Regions from separate parts of the Mus musculus genome. Here regions 1 and 2 are each linked to region 3. Evidence: chromatin contacts called from public HiChIP or PLAC-seq and promoter capture Hi-C data. All regions are on one chromosome and are shown on one strand. Each heading gives the region's core, a stretch centred on a gene start, on an enhancer-like site or on the middle of the called end of the contact. The rest is flanking DNA. Distances are from core to core; before and after follow the strand shown. Region 1 has its middle 15 kb from the start of Gm23058. Region 2 has its middle 7.4 kb from the start of Gm23058. Region 3 holds the start of Hsf2 (heat shock factor 2).

Region 1 (3,284 bases), core at 387-2,886, 880 kb before region 3:
TAGTGTTTTACATTATTTTCAACACTCATTCATCTTATATTTATTTGTCAAGCATAAGGTCTTCCTAAATAAGGTCTCTCAGGAGTGCTCTGTCATGAGATCCAGTGCTGCGGATCCAACAATTCAGTACCATTGCCAGTGGGTTCAAGGGCAAAGTAACTAGGGCCAGAACATACAAAACGCTAGTGTGGGGAACAGAAACGGGTGGGTTTCTGTGAGTTTGAGGCCAGTCTGGTATACACTGGGAATTCCAAGTCAGCCAGTGCTATACAGTGAGACCCTGTCTTAAAGAAAAAGAGGGGAGGGGCAAGAGAGAGGAAGGAAGGATGGAAAGAAAGAAGGAAGGAAGGAAAGACAGACAGACAAGAAGGCAATATCAACTATTAGAAACACTGTCCAGAACAGGGGGGAAAAAAATCACCAAAAAATGTGATCCACCTGTGGATAATGTTGCCAATGCCTCTGAACTCTGTAAAAGTTTCCTTTATCAAACTTTATAAGACACATCCAAGTGGACCAGCCATCAAAAACAGCCATCAAAAGCTCATGGAGTGCTGGTGAGGTAAAGGTACTTGTATGAAACTTAAGGACCTGAGTTTGATTCCCTAGGACCCAGGAAGAAGAGAACGGATTCCTGTAAGTTGTGCTTTGTGGTGGTCTGAGTAAGAATTCCCTCACACACACACCCTAGGCTCATATATTTGAATGCTTGGTCCCCAGTTGGTGGAACTGCTGGGAAGAGCCAGTAGGAAGGGCTTTGAGGTTTCAGAAGATTGGTGCCACTTCCAGTGTTCCTCCCTGTCTCCTGCTTATAGATCAAAATGTGAGCTCTCAGCTGTTTCTGCTGCCATGCTCTGGCTCTGCCATCACAGACACTAAGTCCTCTGAAATCATAAGCCCAATCCAACACTGTGTTTTGTAAGTTGCCTTGATCGTGGTGTTTTGTCACAGCAACAGAAAAGTTAGTACAACATCCCTTACATGTACCATGGCATGCACACACACAGACATACACAATCAAAACTAAAAGTTCACAGGAATTTGACTGAGTCAGAAACACATCTTCTAAACAACATGGGATCATCTATATTACTAAACAATAAGCAGCAGGATAGGGAGGACAGCAGCTAGAGCCAGGATAGGAGTGATAAAAACTGCAAAAAGGGTGTGGGCTGCACCAGGAAGCAAGGTGGAGAAGCCAAGGTAACAGACTAGGAGGGGCAGAGAGGGAGGTAGCAGGCTCTGGCATTGTTAACATTTTTCTTCACATTCTTTCATGCACATAGCAACAAAACAGACCTGGTGAAGTACAGCCTGAGCTGTACTTTCATGTAGCCATAATCTTGCCCATTGAAAGCTAGCATTTAAGGCCTACTCCGAATCTAATAAAAGTTTTTATAAGTCCACAAAATTTACCAGGCGATCTAAGTTGGTTGAGTGCTTGTCTAGTATGGACAGAATTGTGGGTTCTAACCCTGGTACCACGTAAAAACTGGGAATGGTGGTGCCCAGTGCTGGACAGGTGGCAGCAGAGGGATTAGAAGTTCAAAATCATCCTTGGTGCATGGCTGAGTGCCAGGTCAGCCCGGCTAGGTCAGACCCTGTCTCACAAGGTGTGGTTGAGGCACAGAGATGACTCAGAGGGCTAAGCATTCATTACCTTGCAAGTATAAGGAACCGGGTTTGATCCCTAGAGTGCTCTTTCCTTTGATATATTCACTTGTTTTTGAGATAGGGTCCTAGCAATCAAATATATTATTAAACTAATATAGTCTGTTTAGATACCAGTTTAAACAAGCCAACAATAGAAGCATATTCTTAAAACAAGTGGGGGATGTGATTACAAAGCAGGCATTAAATAATGCTGAGGCATCTCTGCTCTTTTTGTCAGGCAGGACAGCAGTATGTGGTTTTATAATAAAGCATCCATCTCAGAGTCCAACTCTGATACATACCAAGACAGTACCTGATATCTGCTTCTGCTTCTAAATATTTAATTAAAAGAAGAAAAAGAATGTGAAACAAGTTCAGCCACAGAGCAACGACATGCAGGCAGTGAGAGTGCAGAAGAGCCATTTCTTGTTTGTATTACAATATTTTCTTAACAGCTTTCTCTAATGAGGCCTCTGAGGATGTTAACTCTCAACACAATGGCACATATCTTGACTAAGATCAGACATAGTACATTCAAGGACATGCTAAATTCCAAAAGGAGGTCACTAAGAAAGAGGAGAGATCCTTCTAAGTGGAGGAGTAAGGAGTGCCTCAGGGAATAAAGAGCAGGTGCGGAGACTCATAAACTGGGGAGTTCAGAATTCTATTTTGACTCTAGACCACATGATTTACATGTCATGTGGAAAAAAGCTATAAAGAGTGTGAATTCAGGATGGAAAGGATTATAAACGTGGAGATGCAGAATTTGATGGTCCTTCACACAACAGTATAAGCTACAGGAGCAGAATAGAGGCATTCAGTGTGTGTGTGTGTGTGTGTGTGTGTGTTGGGATTGGAGCAGGGTTCAGGCTTTTTCAGGGCAACATGTTGCTAAGAATAAATCCACACAATCAAGAATAGCACATACACTTACATGGGTGATTCCTTTACCTGCTTCTAGCTGAATCATGTCCTGAACAAGAACACTTCGAATCCTGAACAGCTCTCCCCAATCCTCCATTCCTGTCACACCCTGATTTTCCACTCTTAGTAGATGACCCCTTCTACTGTAGAGAAAGTATCCATCTTCCGAAGGTAACCACCACAACTGCCCTCAAGGCCTATTTCCCACTACTCACTATTCTTGTACTGCAAGATGACCTCTATTCCACTGGGGCTCAGTAAACAACACAAAATCCACTCCATGCTAAGTTTATAGAACTGTGGTATTAAAGACAGCAGATCGCAACAATCATGATGTTAATGCTTTACACTTTAGTTGATTTAATCCTGAGTGGTATCCTATTTTGTATAAGCAGGAATAAGGCCTAAAACTGCCATGTGATAGTAGCAGGATCTGAATGGGCACAGAGGCCTTATTTATAACCACAGCACCATGTTGCCTCTCTCAAAATAAGGAACTTAATTTTAAAGGTTATAGTTTCTTCAACATAGTATCAAATAGCAACAACAACAAACTAATTCACTGCAGCTTGCTTATTAACACAAAAGTATACAGTATATAAAATCATAATAAAGAAACAACCTATGTTACTATTTAAAAATATAAATATGTAACAAAACCATAAAGGCATGCATAGAGGTGACAGGCTAAATTCAATAGAGTTGTC
Region 2 (3,401 bases), core at 713-3,212, 860 kb before region 3:
ACTCATTTAACAAGATAACAGCTTCTCATTACTAGTCATAGCCAAAACATTCAAACTACAATTTAGCTTTTTAATCAAGGACATCCCCAGTCTGTGTTGAAGGTCCTACTTCCTAATTTGTTTTGTTCTAAAGCAGAAGACATAACTGATGGAGGAGATAAGCTCAGGAAACAGGTGAGGAGGCCGTTGCCTTACGGAGAAGAATTCTCTTTCTGAAGGAGCACTGAAGTTTCAGGGGCTTTCCTGCAATCATGGGTGGAAAATTTCCACACTTAGAAGTTCTTTGTTTTCCCATGGAGTTCCTTTAAGGGCAGAGACTTGCTCTGACTCTTCTTGAGTTTTTCTCTCTCATGTTCTCTCACTGTCTCTTTCTCTCTGTCTATCTGCATCCACCCTCAACCCCTCCACCAGATGGTCTTTTACTTTCCACCCCAATAAATCTCTTGCATGAGTTCTGCTGTGTGGTGGATCTCTGCTGCTTGCCCTGGCCCTAAGTACCCCCTCCCTCTTGTACTTCCAGAGCTAAATCCTAGATTGACTTGAAGAATCCAGAGCAAAGACAGAAAGTGGCAGATTGAACATGACCAGCAGAATAGACTGGGCCATGAGAGGGGAGAGATCGGGGAAGAGCACGAGAGGAAGAAGAGATGGGACCAAAAGAGACCCAAGAAAGCACACGGCTGAAATGGCAGGTTTTTAAAGAATCTGAAACTGGAGGAATAAAGCCCCTGAGCTAGAGAGGTTTAGGGTAGGGGGAGGGAGTGCGGAAGAGCAGAGAGGAGCCACAGGTACAAAGTGAGCTCGGAGGCCAGTGCACACTTCGTTATGCTAATAGGCACTTTAGTTAGCCTTTTATCCTGAATTTCTTTGGGACCTGACAAGAGCCCATTGGTAATGGCTCTGAGGGCTCTCTGACTTCCAGCAATACTTCATAGCAGAACAACTCTAACCCAAATGTTCTTAACTTAAATGTATTCTAACTCAATACTTTGAAACTGAACGAAAGTACTCTTTTAAAAAGTAGCTCTTAAGCCGGACATGGTGGCGCACACCTTTAATCCCAGCACTTGGGAGGCAGAGGCAGGCGGATTTCTGAGTTCGAGGCCAGCCTGGTCTACAAAGTGAGTTCCAGGACAGCCAGGGCTACACAGAGAAACCCTGTCTCGAAAAACCAAAAGGAAAAAAAAATTAAAAAGGAGCTCTTTGTGGAAGACAGCACTGTTTACTTAATAGTTCTAGCCCAAGCCAGAAACATGGGACTCTGTTCAGTGCCTTAATGTTTCTAACTAACCTCCAAAGTGAAGTCTATTATTCCTTTTAAGAGTCTCAGAATCGATGTGCTTTCTTCCCTCCCTACAGAAGGCATTACTGTTGGCATATCATCTCTTGTTTGGATTAATGAAACAGGCTTCCTGGCTTCTGAAGCTCCATCACCCCACCTACTTATGGCTTTCTAAGCCTCCACACACTGACTTCTAGGCTGGGCCTCAAATGTGTCAGGTAACAAATCTTGCTGTCTTGATCACACAACAAACAGCAACTTAGTCAACACAGATACAGAGTCTGATGCCGTCTTCTGGTTACATGACTGCTCATTTTGGTCAGTGAATCTAATTTAACTTACTCAGACTATTTCTCAAACCCTGGATATCTAAGTGGCAAACAAGACTCTGCAGCCAGACCAAATTAACTAAGGCCCTGTAGAAAAATTCCACAAGAACTTCAGAAAGACCAGGAGTTGCCTTGGTTGTTTGCTTTCTTCAAAGTTTTGGAATTCAGCTCTTTCTTCAATTCTGGGAACCATCCCACTATTTTCCACAAAATTCTTCCTTAGTGTTGTTTGCAATAGAGTCCTGTTATCTGTCACAAGGAAACTTAAGTAGCAGTAACACTGTCCTCTGCCCTGCTTCAGCACCCCCACGGCTCCCCCTCCCAGATTCTCAGGCTCCAGGGCAGCACCAAAGCAGCTGTGCTGATCTCCACATCCTGCTTTCTTGTTCCTCTTGGCCTCCTGCCTTCAGCTCTTCCTCCCTAAATGGCCTGTTTGGATAATTTCTACTCACACTGAGGGCTCAGTCTAGATGTTATTTCCTGTGTAGTTTCCCAGAGGGATCTGCCTTATTCCTCAGTAACCTAGCCCCAAGTACAAGTTACTATAAGTAGTAAATGTTACACGTAATATCAATATCTTTACTCATGCCTAGCAGAGACTGGTTCTCCACGAATACATCTCAAAGGAACAAACAAAATTAGAAACTCACATCACTCAAATTAGTATTCACAGTAGTTTAACAAAGTTTTAAAAGTAAATATAGTGGTATGTACCACCATACACATAATTCCAGCATTTAGAAGCAGCAAGGATCAAGTTCAAAGCCAGCCTGGTATAACTAGCAGGTTCCAGGCCAGGCTGTCTCAGACTTCTAAGTAAATAGGGAGCTGGGGAGATGACTTAGGAACACCCAGCTGTACAAGCAGTGGACCTGAGTCTGATCCCTGACATCCACAGAAAAAGGTCAGCATGACAGCCTACGCTTATAATCCCAGCAGTGGGGAGGTACAGGTGGATCCCCAGGACTTGCTGGTTAGTCAGTCTAGACAAATGAGCAAACCACAGGCCCCAAGAAAGGCCTTGTCTCAAGGGATAAAGTATTCCCTACATATACTCGACACTCCCTACACCATATATACACATACATAGAAATAATAAAACAAACTTGGAAGCAAGAGGCTCTAAGCATATGACACTGGCTGTATTTTAACATCAATAATATGCAAAGTCATTGCTCTATGTGTTCACAATTCATAAAAATAATCACCAACCTGTGTACTTAAACTTTGTGCCTTTTTTTACATTGTAACTTATATGCACTGATGAAAAGACTTTGAAGTACATTTAATAAGTGAAAAATTGGTTTACTGATCTTTTAGTTGAAGGTTGTCGTTTCTGATTTTGTGGGGGGGTTAGGTTTTGTTTATATATTTTTATATGTGTTTCTTGTGGTTTTTCCTTTATTTATTTTCATTTATCCTCTAAAGAGAGGGAAAGGTGTGGAGTTGGGCAAGTGAAGAGGTGGGGAAGGTCTGGGAACAGTTGTGGGAGCGTAAACTGTGATCAGAATATAGTGTACAAAAAAATGATTTTCAATTAAAAAGACCCCATATTCCATAACAATCAAGGGATATGTCTACCTAATCTTATACAAGTGTCAGCTGAAGATAGAAGGTAAAGGCATGTTTTAAAACATGAAGAAACAAATTTTTGAACGTAAAGAATGTTAAATAAAAGTTAATTGTGTGTGTGTGTGTGTGTGTGTGTGTGTGTGTGTGTGTGTGTGTGTGTTTTTCCCTGAGACAGGGTTTTTCGGTGTAGCTCTGGCTGCCTTGGAACTCACTCTATA
Region 3 (3,178 bases), core at 377-2,876:
CTGCACTGATCCGGTCTCGTCAACCTTTAATCCTTCTGCCTGATGAAAAGCATGAGCCGTCTGTTTATTTTAAGTTCATGCTGGTTAGCTGCCTTTCTTTATTTTCACTTCTTTGTACCAATGTATCAAATTAATCAATTGCTTAGTCTACACAACCAGCAGGGGTTGGGGGTGGGGCACCTATGTGACAATACACACGAAAATTAAATCCTAGAAAGAAATTTTTAAAACTTGGCACTAATACTCAGCAAAAATTCAGTGACATAGTTGTCCAAATATCAGGTATATTCTATTGCTGTTACCTCCTAAAAGCAGGCAAGGGTGAAAACTAGTTTTAACAACAGAAAAGGGCACAAATGAAACGGAGGAGATAACATTTATTTGACATATAGCTAGGTATTTCCCACTTACTCATCTCAAAAACTGTGAACATGAAAATACCCTGAATAAGTCATCAACTCCAGTAAGAGGAGCCGATCCCCTTCATGAAGAGATTTGAACAATCCAAGCATTGCGAGTCTAGCAAAGGAAAGGCACAAGTGATGTAAAGAATCACTCTGCAAAGAATCTTTGTGTGGAACTGGGGGGAGGGGGTCTTGGGTCACCTAGGCAACGCATCAATCTAACACATAACTTAGACCAGGCAAGATACCGGGCTTGATTAAGGTCATCTTTATTTATAAGGAGGATCTGGATCAAACTGATCAAGGCAACCACAAACCACTATGCCGGCAACTATTCTGTGAAATTTAACGACTCGGTTTTTAACTCCAAGCCGCTAAGTTACTAAGCATAGTCTACAGGCACTTTTACTTGAATTATTTTAAAGAAACGACCCAGTCTCAAAACAATAACTGGGAAATTTCTATGTTAAAACTACATAAATAAAATACATAAATAAAATTTAAAAGCTCAAGGCAAGAGCAGTCGGAGTCTGCACATTTTCCCATTATCATCATAAAAGATCCCAGACGCCAGGGCAAGCAATCCCCGCGGAGGTGATTTCTTTAGATAAGACCTGTGCTCGCTCACTAGCCCGCTCGCCCGCTCTCCCGGGGCTCCGCGACCTCCGCGCCCCGCGGCGAGCAGACGACTGAGGATGAGTGTGCAGAACGCGCCGCCGGGGCCGGTTCCGAGCTCCCCGGGCCGGCGGGACCGTTACCAGGGCGCCCCTCCCCCACGGCGCGCGGCCGGAGGAGAACGGAGCCTGCGGGGCCCGGCTCGCCGCGCACACAAAGCCGGGGGTCCGCGCGAGGTGGGGAGGCCGCGCGCCGCCGCAGGCCGCGGGAGAAGCCGAGCCCAGCCCAGCCCAGCCCAACCCAGCCCAGCCGAGCCGAGCCGAAACGAGCCGAGCCGAGCCGAGCCGGTTCGACAAGGGGGACCCGAGGCCACCGCGTCCCCGACCCTACCTGACTCCAGGTGATGAACTCGTTGGTGTGGGTTTCCTCCACAAGCGTCCACAGCTTGCTGAGGAAAGCCGGCACGTTGGAACTCTGCTTCATTGTTAGCCCGGTGCAGGGATTCCAAATTCTACTACCGAACGCGGAGGTCGCAGCGGCGGCGGCGGCGGCGGCGGCGGCAGCAGCGGCGGTGGCAGCAGCTGCTGCTCCGGGGAACGCACACCACGCAGGCGCGGCGGATCTCGGGCTCCGCCCCCTCGGCGCCGCGGGGCGCGCGGTGAAGGCGGAGAGACCCCGCGGCCGCACGTGATGGACAAGGCTTCGCGCTCCACCCCTGCGCTCTACTCCCGCGCCCGGTCTCAGCGAGTCCAATCCAAGGCTTCGGATGCACTACAGAGCAAAGCGATTGGCTGCTGCCGCGAGGAGGGGTGGGCCCAAGAGTGGTTCAGCCTTCTCTGTTACCTTTTAGGCAGGGTACTCTCTTAGGGAATGATATTGGGTCCAGGGAAACCTTGTTTAGTGGATTCGCATGGAAAGGGTTTGGGTGCACCGGCTGTGGCTGGCAGAGTGCAGAGAAGCCCAAGGGCAGTTGACTCATAAGTTTGACCGGCGAAGAGTAATTTGCTCCAATCTAAAGGAAGGAATACATCACATGGGGCAGTGAGCTGCTTGTGAGCAGATGTGCTAGGCCCCTGGTTGAAACTATCTTAAAGACAATGAGCTTTTCTATACATTTTTCATGGGGAGAAAAATAGCTCATTTAAGGACAGTTTTATCAAAACCTGAAGCATGAATAATAGTTCCCTATTTGTGAAGTACTTGCTATTGTGTGTGTGTGTGTGTGTGTGTGTGTGTGTGTGTGTGTGTACTATTAGGAGCCAGCATCTGTTAAGAGCATCTTATATGCTTTTCTCAACTCAGCAAGCATCAGGTGCCTGTCATAAGCCCAGTTCAAAAGCAACGAGTCTAGTTTTAGAGTATCTGAGTCAAAATGATTGTTCTGCATGTACCTCACAGGGGTTTCCTCAGGCAAAATGTGATTCGGAACAGCTTCTTGAGCGAAATTTCCCATTTCTTCATTGACAATAAGACTTTCTACCCGTGAAGAGTAGCTATAATAACGTGGATCTCTGAAAAAAAGATTTTTTAAAAAACTTTTTTTGTTGTTGTTTTGTTTTGTTTGTTACTTAATAGCTGATCATAGTGTCTGGAATCTGTAAGTCAAGCACTCTGGAGGCTGAGGTAGAACTGTGGAGCAGTGGAGGTCAACCTGGGTTAAATAGTGAGCTCCAGGTATCCTGGGCTAATGGCAAGAAATATAGATAGATAGATAGATAGATAGATAGATAGATAGATAGATAGACAGACAGACAACTTTTTCAGTAAGCATATACTGAACACAGTCATACAGCACTGTTTGGATATATGATGGGGATATATGATGGGGTAACTGTGATTTTAAAAAAAAAGACTAATATTTGATGAGGTCTTATGTGACAAGGGCTTTGCATGTCTTATCCTATTTAATCCTCACAGCAACCCAAAGAGGAAGCTTCAAAGGGTCTGATTCAGGTTGGTACAAATTCTATTCAACCAGTTACACAAAGCTAATCAGAACCAACTCTGTAGCCAGATTCCCAGAGTGGGTTAGCTAGAAGTTTCCAAGCACATTCCAATGCGATGATGGGTTGCTTTACCTCAGTTTGGGAATATTTTCAGTCCCAGAGCCTCACAGAGAAAATGGCAGTGAAAATCCTGCTGTAGTTACAGCAGATAAA

The links. Promoter capture Hi-C pulls out the DNA fragments that hold promoters and counts their contacts. HiChIP or PLAC-seq counts read pairs in DNA pulled down with a chosen protein or histone mark.
Region 1: a promoter capture Hi-C map of pre-B cells shows a contact between it and region 3, with 4 times the contacts expected there. The contact joins the enhancer-like site here to the promoter of Hsf2 in region 3. A contact is called at or near these places in 10 of 39 promoter capture datasets (the 3T3-L1 cell line, 3T3-L1-derived adipocytes, the HPC-7 cell line and 6 more), 9 of 115 datasets of contacts at active chromatin or transcription factors (bone marrow-derived dendritic cells, bone marrow-derived macrophages, embryonic forebrain and 4 more) and 2 of 9 other capture datasets (adipose tissue and macrophages).
Region 2: a contact with region 3 is called in an H3K4me3 HiChIP or PLAC-seq map of bone marrow-derived macrophages, with 4 times the contacts expected there. The contact joins the enhancer-like site here to the promoter of Hsf2 in region 3. A contact is called at or near these places in 5 of 39 promoter capture datasets (the C10 cell line, cranial neural crest, embryonic stem cells and 2 more), 6 of 115 datasets of contacts at active chromatin or transcription factors (bone marrow-derived macrophages, embryonic stem cells, large pre-B cells and 2 more) and 1 of 9 other capture datasets (adipose tissue).

What each region holds. Positions count from the first base shown.
Region 1 is chr10:58,363,258-58,366,541 of GRCm38.p6, reverse strand. It overlaps a transcript of Lims1 not described here. Among named protein-coding and RNA genes, the nearest start is that of Gm23058, 15 kb to the right of the region's middle. Within about 2 kb of position 1,636, at least 44 of the 459 cell types and tissues checked have an H3K27ac peak or open chromatin away from gene starts, as enhancers often do. A contact at or near this core is called in embryonic stem cells, pre-B cells, pro-B cells and 1 more, where this site is marked.
Region 2 is chr10:58,340,497-58,343,897 of GRCm38.p6, reverse strand. It overlaps a transcript of Lims1 not described here. Among named protein-coding and RNA genes, the nearest start is that of Gm23058, 7.4 kb to the left of the region's middle. Within about 2 kb of position 1,962, at least 107 of the 459 cell types and tissues checked have an H3K27ac peak or open chromatin away from gene starts, as enhancers often do. A contact at or near this core is called in adipose tissue, bone marrow-derived macrophages, pre-B cells and 1 more, where this site is marked.
Region 3 is chr10:57,484,833-57,488,010 of GRCm38.p6, reverse strand. Hsf2 (heat shock factor 2) reads right to left here and starts at 1,626. Exons shown (of 12, transcript NM_008297.3): 1 at 1,410-1,626. The coding sequence starts at 1,502. 4930467K11Rik (RIKEN cDNA 4930467K11 gene) reads left to right here and starts at 1,658. Exons shown (of 4, transcript NR_045353.1): 1 at 1,658-1,828; 2 at 2,937-2,972.